Linked DNA regions of Mus musculus: region 1 is linked to region 2. Evidence: chromatin contacts called from public Micro-C data. All regions are on one chromosome and are shown on one strand. The core of a region is the stretch at or near the end of the contact, and the rest is flanking DNA. Distances in the headings are between cores, read along the strand shown.

Evidence for each region. A called contact is a pair of places that touch in the nucleus more often than the background predicts.
Region 1: a contact with region 2 is called in a Micro-C map of muscle stem cells, with 7 times the contacts expected there. The contact joins two enhancer-like sites. A contact is called at or near these places in 1 of 39 promoter capture datasets (hematopoietic stem and progenitor cells), 1 of 484 Hi-C or Micro-C datasets (muscle stem cells) and 1 of 115 datasets of contacts at active chromatin or transcription factors (cardiomyocytes).

What each region holds. Positions count from the first base shown.
Region 1 is chr1:90,414,308-90,418,423 of GRCm38.p6, reverse strand. The region is part of intron 3 of Gm34992 (a long non-coding RNA gene); the gene reads right to left. Among named protein-coding and RNA genes, the nearest start is that of Gm34992, 79 kb to the right of the region's middle. Within about 2 kb of position 2,148, at least 18 of the 459 cell types and tissues checked have an H3K27ac peak or open chromatin away from gene starts, as enhancers often do. A contact at or near this core is called in muscle stem cells, where this site is marked.
Region 2 is chr1:90,161,654-90,165,895 of GRCm38.p6, reverse strand. No RefSeq gene overlaps it. Among named protein-coding and RNA genes, the nearest start is that of 4930434B07Rik, 10 kb to the right of the region's middle. Within about 2 kb of position 1,480, at least 40 of the 459 cell types and tissues checked have an H3K27ac peak or open chromatin away from gene starts, as enhancers often do. A contact at or near this core is called in muscle stem cells, where this site is marked.

The DNA of each region.
Region 1 (4,116 bases), core at 899-3,398, 250 kb before region 2:
AAACAGAGCAAATATTTTCCCAGATCCCATAGTCCCTCGTCATGAGAGAGCGGACAGCTGCTATGAGTGTCCTGGCTCTGTTCTCATATGGGGCAAAGTTGGGGTCAGGGTGCCCACTGTGAACCAAATGTCTCCAGAGCACCAGTGTAGTGAAGTGTAATGAAGTGGCTGCCTGATAACCACCCTCCTTTGGGAGGCCAGGGGGAGCTCTCATAGGTCAGGGTGGAGAGAATCCTGTCACCGTGATTGTCTGGCATCGTTGTGAGAGTTTTCTATTGTCGTCTCCACTAATGAGTCAATTCTTCCATGTCTCCTCCACACACATGGAAAGCTCTGATCTCTAGGGCCAGGCAGACCTTACTAACCCCCCTACCATGTGACCCACACCCCAGAAGAGAAGGTAATATCCATGCCACCCCAAGTAAAAATCGAGCCAATCTCTTCTGCTGTCTTACTAATATTTAAATAATTGCCTGAGTTATCTGAAACGAGGATGAGATCAGCAGTGAGCTGATTGGCTAGGTCCTTTGCTCAGTTGGTGAGCCAGATGTATATCCACTGGATTAATGATAGAGGGATGCTTTTAAAATGAAACTATAAAATAACAAAACATTTTTCAAATAGCATTTTCATAGTAAAACAAATCTGTGTCTAAATGCGGTGTTCGCAAGCATGATGCCATGATCGGAATTTACCAGGGGGGCATTTAACATTGTTTTCTTAAATGTGAACTGTGGAAACTTTCAGCCCGTATGACAAGCAAGTAGAATATTTAGTATTAACAGGGACTTTCTCAAAAATATCAATGAATATGAAAAATTAGGTATTCATAAAATAATAAATTCACATAACCAATAATCAGTAAAGATTTTTTCTTCTGTATACCAGAGTCATACAAACTTAGAAGACATTCTCCTATCTCATTTAAAAAAAATGTGTGCATATGTATCTGTCAGAGGCATGTAAGTGCAGGTGTCCACAGGCAAGGGATGTTGGATCCCCTGAAGCTGCAGTTAGAACTGGGAAATGCTTGACTTGAGATCCAAGAACCTGACTCTTGCTCTTAACCCCTGAGCCATCCCTCCTGCCCCTGGTTTCTACCTCTGATACTGGAAAAAGTTGAGAACATGTATGCACCCAGCCTTAGTGTAGTCTGGGAAGCTGGGGTTCTTGTAGAATAGTAGAATCCTTTCCTGGGGGGAATGTGTCACAGAGGCAAAGCAACAGAACACAACACCCTGACCCAAAAAATTTCTCTGCAGCCATTCCCACTGAGGAGACACTATCAGGAGTGCTGGCCCAAGGCTGAGATTCAAGCCTGACAGATGATATGAAAGGTGGAGGCTGTTACTTGAAAAGCCCCAGAGGGAGGATCGGGAAATACCGTTCTTGGTGGTTTCTGTACATGCCCCTGACAAGCTAAATGAAGAAGAAGAGGCCTAGCTTAGGCTTGGAGAACCCTGCACACACATACTTCTGTGAAGAAGTCCCACTGTGTCACTACAGATAGGTGCAGAGCTAAGTCTGGAAGGGTCCGATCATGACATTCCAAGTGGCTTCTGCCTTCTTGTGTGTAGGTATTTTGCAATTCTTTTAAGAATAAGCTAGGATTGGTTACATTAAAAAAAAAAAAAACAAGATAGTGCTTAACATCTGTAATGTCAGTAAAACAACAAAGAATTAAAACCCAGTGCTGTGATTGTGCCATAAGGGACACACCCCTTGCATATCTTGTGACTGTGTAACTTAAAAGGGATATTTTTGGAATTCAACATTGCTTTATTAACCAAGAACTTTCTGGTTTGGTGACACTACTCTATCAAGAGTCTACTGAACAGAATCACTCTGCACAGGCATCAGGCCAGGATTATACAGTTATATGAGAAAAGGAAGACATGTGTGATAGCAAGAGAAGACAGCACTACTCAGACTCTTGGACCAGCAAACGCTTGCAACTGCAACTTGAATTCAGTGCCATTGGATCTCCTATTTGGGGCCTAGGCTTCTTTCCAAATTGTGGTGTCCTGCCACACTAGGACTGCATGTTTCTACATGTGGGTTCAAGTGAAAGGAGAAATCTTAGGGATGAGATTCACTGCTATTCTGAAGCGGAGGGTGAGGGGAATCAATGACTAATCTTAGTGTCATAGTTATTTTGTGTGGCTTGGCAAAACAAGGAGATGAGTTTAAATTGTTGGGGTTGCCTAGGGATGATCCTGTCTTTCAAAGTTTTGACTCTTTTCTGACAATTCCTGGGTCCCTTGTGTAACAACTGGTGTTGATGTTTGCTTGGGTCCCTGTCCCCTGTGACAGTTCAAATAACTGGATAGTAAATCAGTCAATGCTGGTGTCCATTTCTGACCACAACAGTCCTGGATACCACCTACCCTAACAGCAACCACAGTGGAACTGCCGCCATCTTTAGTCTTCAAACACTGGGCTGTGTTCTACTCCCTACAGACGTATCACTCCCCTGTTTGACCACAACTTGTTCATCACAGACACAGTGGCCAGGATTTGTGTACTTGTTAATAGGCTGAATAACGCTTTAAAACTCACAACCCAGTGGTGGGTTTTGCCTTTGGAGGATCTCAAGCAGCCCACATGAGGGAAAGAGCTCTATTCATGACTGTGGTGGGACTCTAGCCTACAAACCTTCCCCCCATCCCCGCCTTTTCTTTTCAAATACAAAGCTAGGCAATGTCTTCACCTCCCTACCTAGCTTGCCTGGGTCACTGAAAGGTCAGGCCCGGGTCCTGACCACTGTAGTGTGACCTGTTACTTTGGGAAGCAGCTGTCTAGTCAACTTAGCTTCAGGTTTCTTAAGCAGCCAGTTGTCTTAAGTATGTAATGGCTGCTGGCTTTCTTACTTCCCTTCATCTTCATCTCCCCCTGACCCTCATCTTGAAGTCAGCTTGGGTGAGATTTGCCCAAGATTCCCTGTTGTGTCAGGGACCACCAAGGACAGTGGCCCTGCATCTTTGAGTGGAGCTCTTAGCAAACTTTTCCTCTGGTGACTTCACATATAACTTAGATTTAATGGGAAAATAAGACCAACTTACAGGGTTGCTGGAGAGAACCATTAAAAGTTACACTGTACTTTAGAATGTTAGCATACATAAAGTCTTTCTGCGGCCCAGTTCCAGATGTCCACAAGGGCTTCTTACTAACCAGATAAGCTCATAGGTGATGGCCAGAGAGATACCAGACACCTACAGTTATCTCAGGACAGGGAGGCACTGCTATGCCTCAGATTACACTTGTGTGGATGTCATGGACTGCTGTGCCTCACTACCACCCTACGAAGAGTCATGAAGTCCTCCCTTTCTGTCTCCAAAATCCAGGTGCCTTTCAAGCCCTCAGGCTCTCTCTGGGCTTCCTCTAGCTTTTGTCTCTCCACCCCCACACACCTCAATCACACTCCTAGCATCTCCCTCTGTGACCTACTAAGTCACCACCTGGTCCACAGATTGAGCAGCTGAGTTCCCTGCCGGGAAGGACATGGCACAGGCCTTCTACCTGAGGCTGAGCAGACAGAGAGGCCTCAGGCCACCCAGGGAATTATCCAGAAGTCAAAGAATGGCCCATGGAGTATCGGCATTGACTAGCTGAGTGGCAACCAGGGAACTGATACCCAGAGAAGGTCAGAGAGATAATAGCAGAGTGCATGCCGGGGTCATCATGGGCACTGCCAATGGAGACTAGAATAGGAATGAGTTTATTCCCAAGACCTCAGGATGCTCAGGGCAGAGGCTGAGGTCTACAGCAAGCATGCTGGAGAAAGACTCGGTGTGAGATGTGTAAAGGGTGCCACTTACTACCCTGTATCTATGCCCCTCTTTCTAGGGCACAGGGTAATAATATCTATTTCAGATTAACTCTCAGCAGGTTCCCTGTTTAATTATCCTTCACAGTGGCTGCTTCCATGCTGAGACAAGACAACACAGCTAAGGAGACTGAGAGTGGGAGAGAGGAGGGCACAAGGACAATGGGCAACTCCTATTAGACATTAGTTCAAATCCTATCCTTTGCTCAGTGTGCATTGTGTTGATGCCCATCTTGGTGCTGGGCAAGTGCAGAGGAGTGTGGATCAGGGATAGATGGCAAAGGATCAAA
Region 2 (4,242 bases), core at 231-2,730:
CTATATATACAGTAGATGGTCCTATACACCTGTCCTCCTGTCTTCTGGTCTAAAAGTTCCCTCACTTCCCCCTTGTTCATTTCAAGGAACAGGAGTGATAGTCTCGGTTCCCAAAGGAAGCCTCAGGCACACCGGTGCCTAGACTAATTTGCAGCTCCAGACTGGAAGGTGAATTGGTGGTGAGTAAGAATAAAAAGGGGAGGAAAGGTTTAAAACTTAACGTGAATTAAGGGCTGAGCAAGTGGGTCAATGGCTAAAGTGCTGAACGCATGGAGACCTTAGTTCAAATTTCAGAAAATCTAGGCATGGTGTTGTGTGCACCCCAAGGCTAGCAAGGCAGAAAGAGAAGAATCCCTGGACTATGCTGGCCAGCCTGCCTAGCTATAATGGTGAGTTATGGAATCAGCAAAAGACCTGGCTTCAGAATACAAGGTGGAGGACAGGCAAGATGGCTGAGCTGCTGAAAGGTGCTTGTGGCCAACTCTGATAACCAAAGTTCAACCCAGGGAACCCACAGAGTCGACCCCTGCTAGTTGTCCTCTGACCTCCACGTGCACATTGAGGCATGAGTGTGCCCACAGACATACTCACATGCAGAGACACACATAAACACGCACAAACAAATAAGCAATGTAAGTGTACTTGGTTTTGAGTGCCCCTGGTTAAGTCCTGACTACAGTGCAGTGTTTCGTGACCCAGTCCCTTTGTACAACAACTGCCTGAACTCCATCAGCTACAGGCATGGAAAAGCCATCAGAGCTTCAGGTGGGAAGGGCCTGCCTTAATCATTAAGCAGCCCCTGCTGCCATGCTGTTGATATCATTGCACCTAGACATGGCCAAGACATGACGAGAACAGAAGCTAAAATGCAGTTCAGAGGCAGCGAGCATCAGTCAGGAATTTTGTGCAAAGATACAGCCCATCGATGAGAAAGAACCTAAACGACTAAGGGAATTACTAATCAAAAGATTAATAGTCAATACTAAATACTAATAACTCTGCCCCATTCCTCAGAGGCTATTGAACTCTATCCTCTATCACAGAAATCATAGAATGAATCGAATCTCTGACCCTGTTATTTTGGGGAGAGTGGGGGTGGGGTGGGGTGGGGTGGGGTGGGTACTAGAGTACAGAGCTTGAAAGCAGAGTAAAGCAGTTGAGAAGAGCCTTGGCTTCTGACTTCCTGGCTTCTGGGAGACAAGATGGCCAGGTGTCTCTGGCTTTCCCCTCCCCCTACTGTTTCTCCCAGCTCCATCCTGCTTGCTCACTCTCCGCAGAGTTAGTCACCATGCTGCAGCCAGCCTGTGGCAAGTCCCTCACCCCGACCATGGACTGGAACAAAGGGAGCCTCTTCCAGCCAGTGCCAACAAAGAACTCTAGATTCTTCAAGCCAACAGCTGAGGGGACAGGATCCCCACCCTGCTGACAGCTCTGTGAATCAGCCTGAAGGGTGCCCCCACCCCCAAGTCAGGCGGTTGGATGATGCCTTTGTGCCAACCCCTCCACTCCTCAGCCTGTGAGCAATCTTCAGGCAGGGATACCTGAGCTGTGCCCATTCCTGACCACAGAACTCAGGGTCGGTATGTGTAACGTGCTGTTTAAGTTACACTGAAACAGGGGTACTCATCTGTTATGCCACAGCGGATGGCTAAAGCAAGAAATAAATAAGAAAATGAATCAGCCAAAGGCAGCCTCCAAAATTACTGAACAGAACAAAGACAAAGAGAAAAGCCAAGCACTGGCTATCTGGCAGGCACAGTAAAGATGGTGGAGGGGATGTGGTGACTGCAGACACTACAGGTACTAATGAGATAACATGGAGTTATTAACACCCCGCTGATATTAGAGAGATGGTGTGAAGTCACCAAACCTCTCTGATATTAGAGAGATGGTTTGCAGTCACCACAGAGCCTATAAATACTAAAGCGACAGTGTCATGTATTCCGAGCAACTGAATAAAAGAAATCCCACAACTTACATGAAATGATCGAATTGTTGGATGCAAAACACAGCCTACTGAAACAGGCCGGTAAGAAACAGGAAGCTTGGGCCAAGCTGTGCTATTAGCCATATTGACATTTCTTCATTGAAAACCTGCTGCAAAGAAAATTCCAGACCCAGCTGGTTTCTATCAAACATAAAGACACAGCCTTAACGTAAATTTTCAGAAAATATAAGAAAGGAACGCACGCATCCCAACTTACAAAGCCAACATAACCATGATAACTTTGACAGGACACAGTTGTTAAAATCATAGACCGATCATCCGACATAAGCACACGGGCAAAACCTTTCAAATTCTGAACACAGGCAACGGAGCAGAGAACCCCCAACGGCAACCCAGACTGCTATCTCTTCGTGAACTCAGTTTTACTGAGCTTTTATTCTGTAAGAGTTATTTTTATGTTTTTAATTACACGTATGCCCATGTGTCTGTGTGTGGGTATGTGCATGTCAGGGCGGTGCTGGTGAGGCATGTGATCCCTGGGGATGGGAGCTACGGGCTTTTATGAGCTGTTGTGTGCACTGGCAACTGAACTCGGTCCTTTGCAAGAGCAGCAGTGTGTGTCCTTAACCACTGAACCATCTCTCCAGCTGTTTTCTAAACAGCTGTCTCTCTGAGACAGTCAAGATGACTCCAAAGAGATGTCTTTGGCATGAGAAGGATTCGCTATACAAGAAACCGAGATGTTGAAGCAGGCACATCCCCAGTAGGTTTTCCTTTGGTATTTATACTCCTCCATGGCCCAGGCAAGCTTGAGCCCATAAGATGCTAGGGAAATGCCACAGACGCAGCTCAACCTTCAGGAGACAGGGGCTTGCACCAATCTTGCAATCCTGGTCTGGCTCAAGGCTAGGTCTAGGGAACACTGAACTTGAAGATAAACTGAATCCAGCCTAGGAAGCCGCGGAGGCTGGGGAGGGGGTGGTAGCGGGAAGCAACAGTCAGTCTTCCAGCCTCCTGTCTAAAACTAAGATGTTTCTACAAATCCTGATGGTGTAATAGGGTAGACAAAAAACCAAGTAGCTGATTTCCCTCCTCTTCAGCTGTGCCTTGCTTATGTTGTTGGGCTGTTGGTAATCCTTGTCTCCCCTGTCTCGTGGGTGACTAAACATGTCACTTTTGTTTTATGCACAGGCCAGCTGTTGTTTGCAATTAGCTCCATGCCGTGGGTACGAAGGCCATTGTCTTATTAGAAGCCTTGTGAAAAATGATATCGCAAGAGACGGGACATGAAACCCCAAAACAAACCGGCAGAAACTGGATGGACACGTGTTATTTACTCGGAAGTATTTATCGGGAGTGAAATATGGGAGACCGTCATGGATGGGAGGGGGGGTTGGATTTCTCAATGGCTTGGGGAAGTTGTGTTCCTTTTCCAAGAGAGCAGGTGTTCAAACAATGAGAAGTGACCTCTGCTGGGGTTAGGAAGGCCGCCTTGGTGAGTGGGAAGAAACAGGACGATAATAAAAACAACATCCTGCGCTGCACTGTGGAGAACCTTGCCACTCTGTTCTCACGCGGGCCAGCTTTATTTATAGATAACAGAGGTGGCTTAGAAGTCATACATACACACACACACACACACACACACACACACACACGCACACGCACACGCACACGCACACACACACATACACACGCACACACATACACACACACACACGCACACACACACACATACACACACATACACACACACACACACACAGGCACACGCACACATACACACACACACACGCATGCATACATATACTCTCTCACACACATACTTACAGGCACACACACATGCACACACTCATGGGCACACATTCACAGGCATACACAAACATACACCTACAAGCACACACATTTCCCAGGGGAAGTGAACTTTACCTGACATGATCGGCTCTGCTGTCTGTGGGAGCCTTTTTTTTTCCTCCCGGAAACTCTGTCCAGAATGTTGTGTTCAGTTGCTTGTGTCCCCTTTAGTTCAACAACTTCCTCTCAGTGGAGTTGACCAAATCGGACTCATTTCCAGGATACACGATGCTTGGAGGCACAATTGTGACAACTGGAGAGAAGCCAAGATTGGCAGCCCAAACCATGCAGCCTGGGAATGACCTGGCCTGGCAGGGTTTCAAGGACAGCTGCTCCCAGGGACACCTGTGCAAAGTTCTCATCTGAAGACCTGTGTGGAGCTGACACTGGATCCTGGCATCTGCACTAAGTCCTTCGGGGCTAAAGAGATGGTTTCGAGG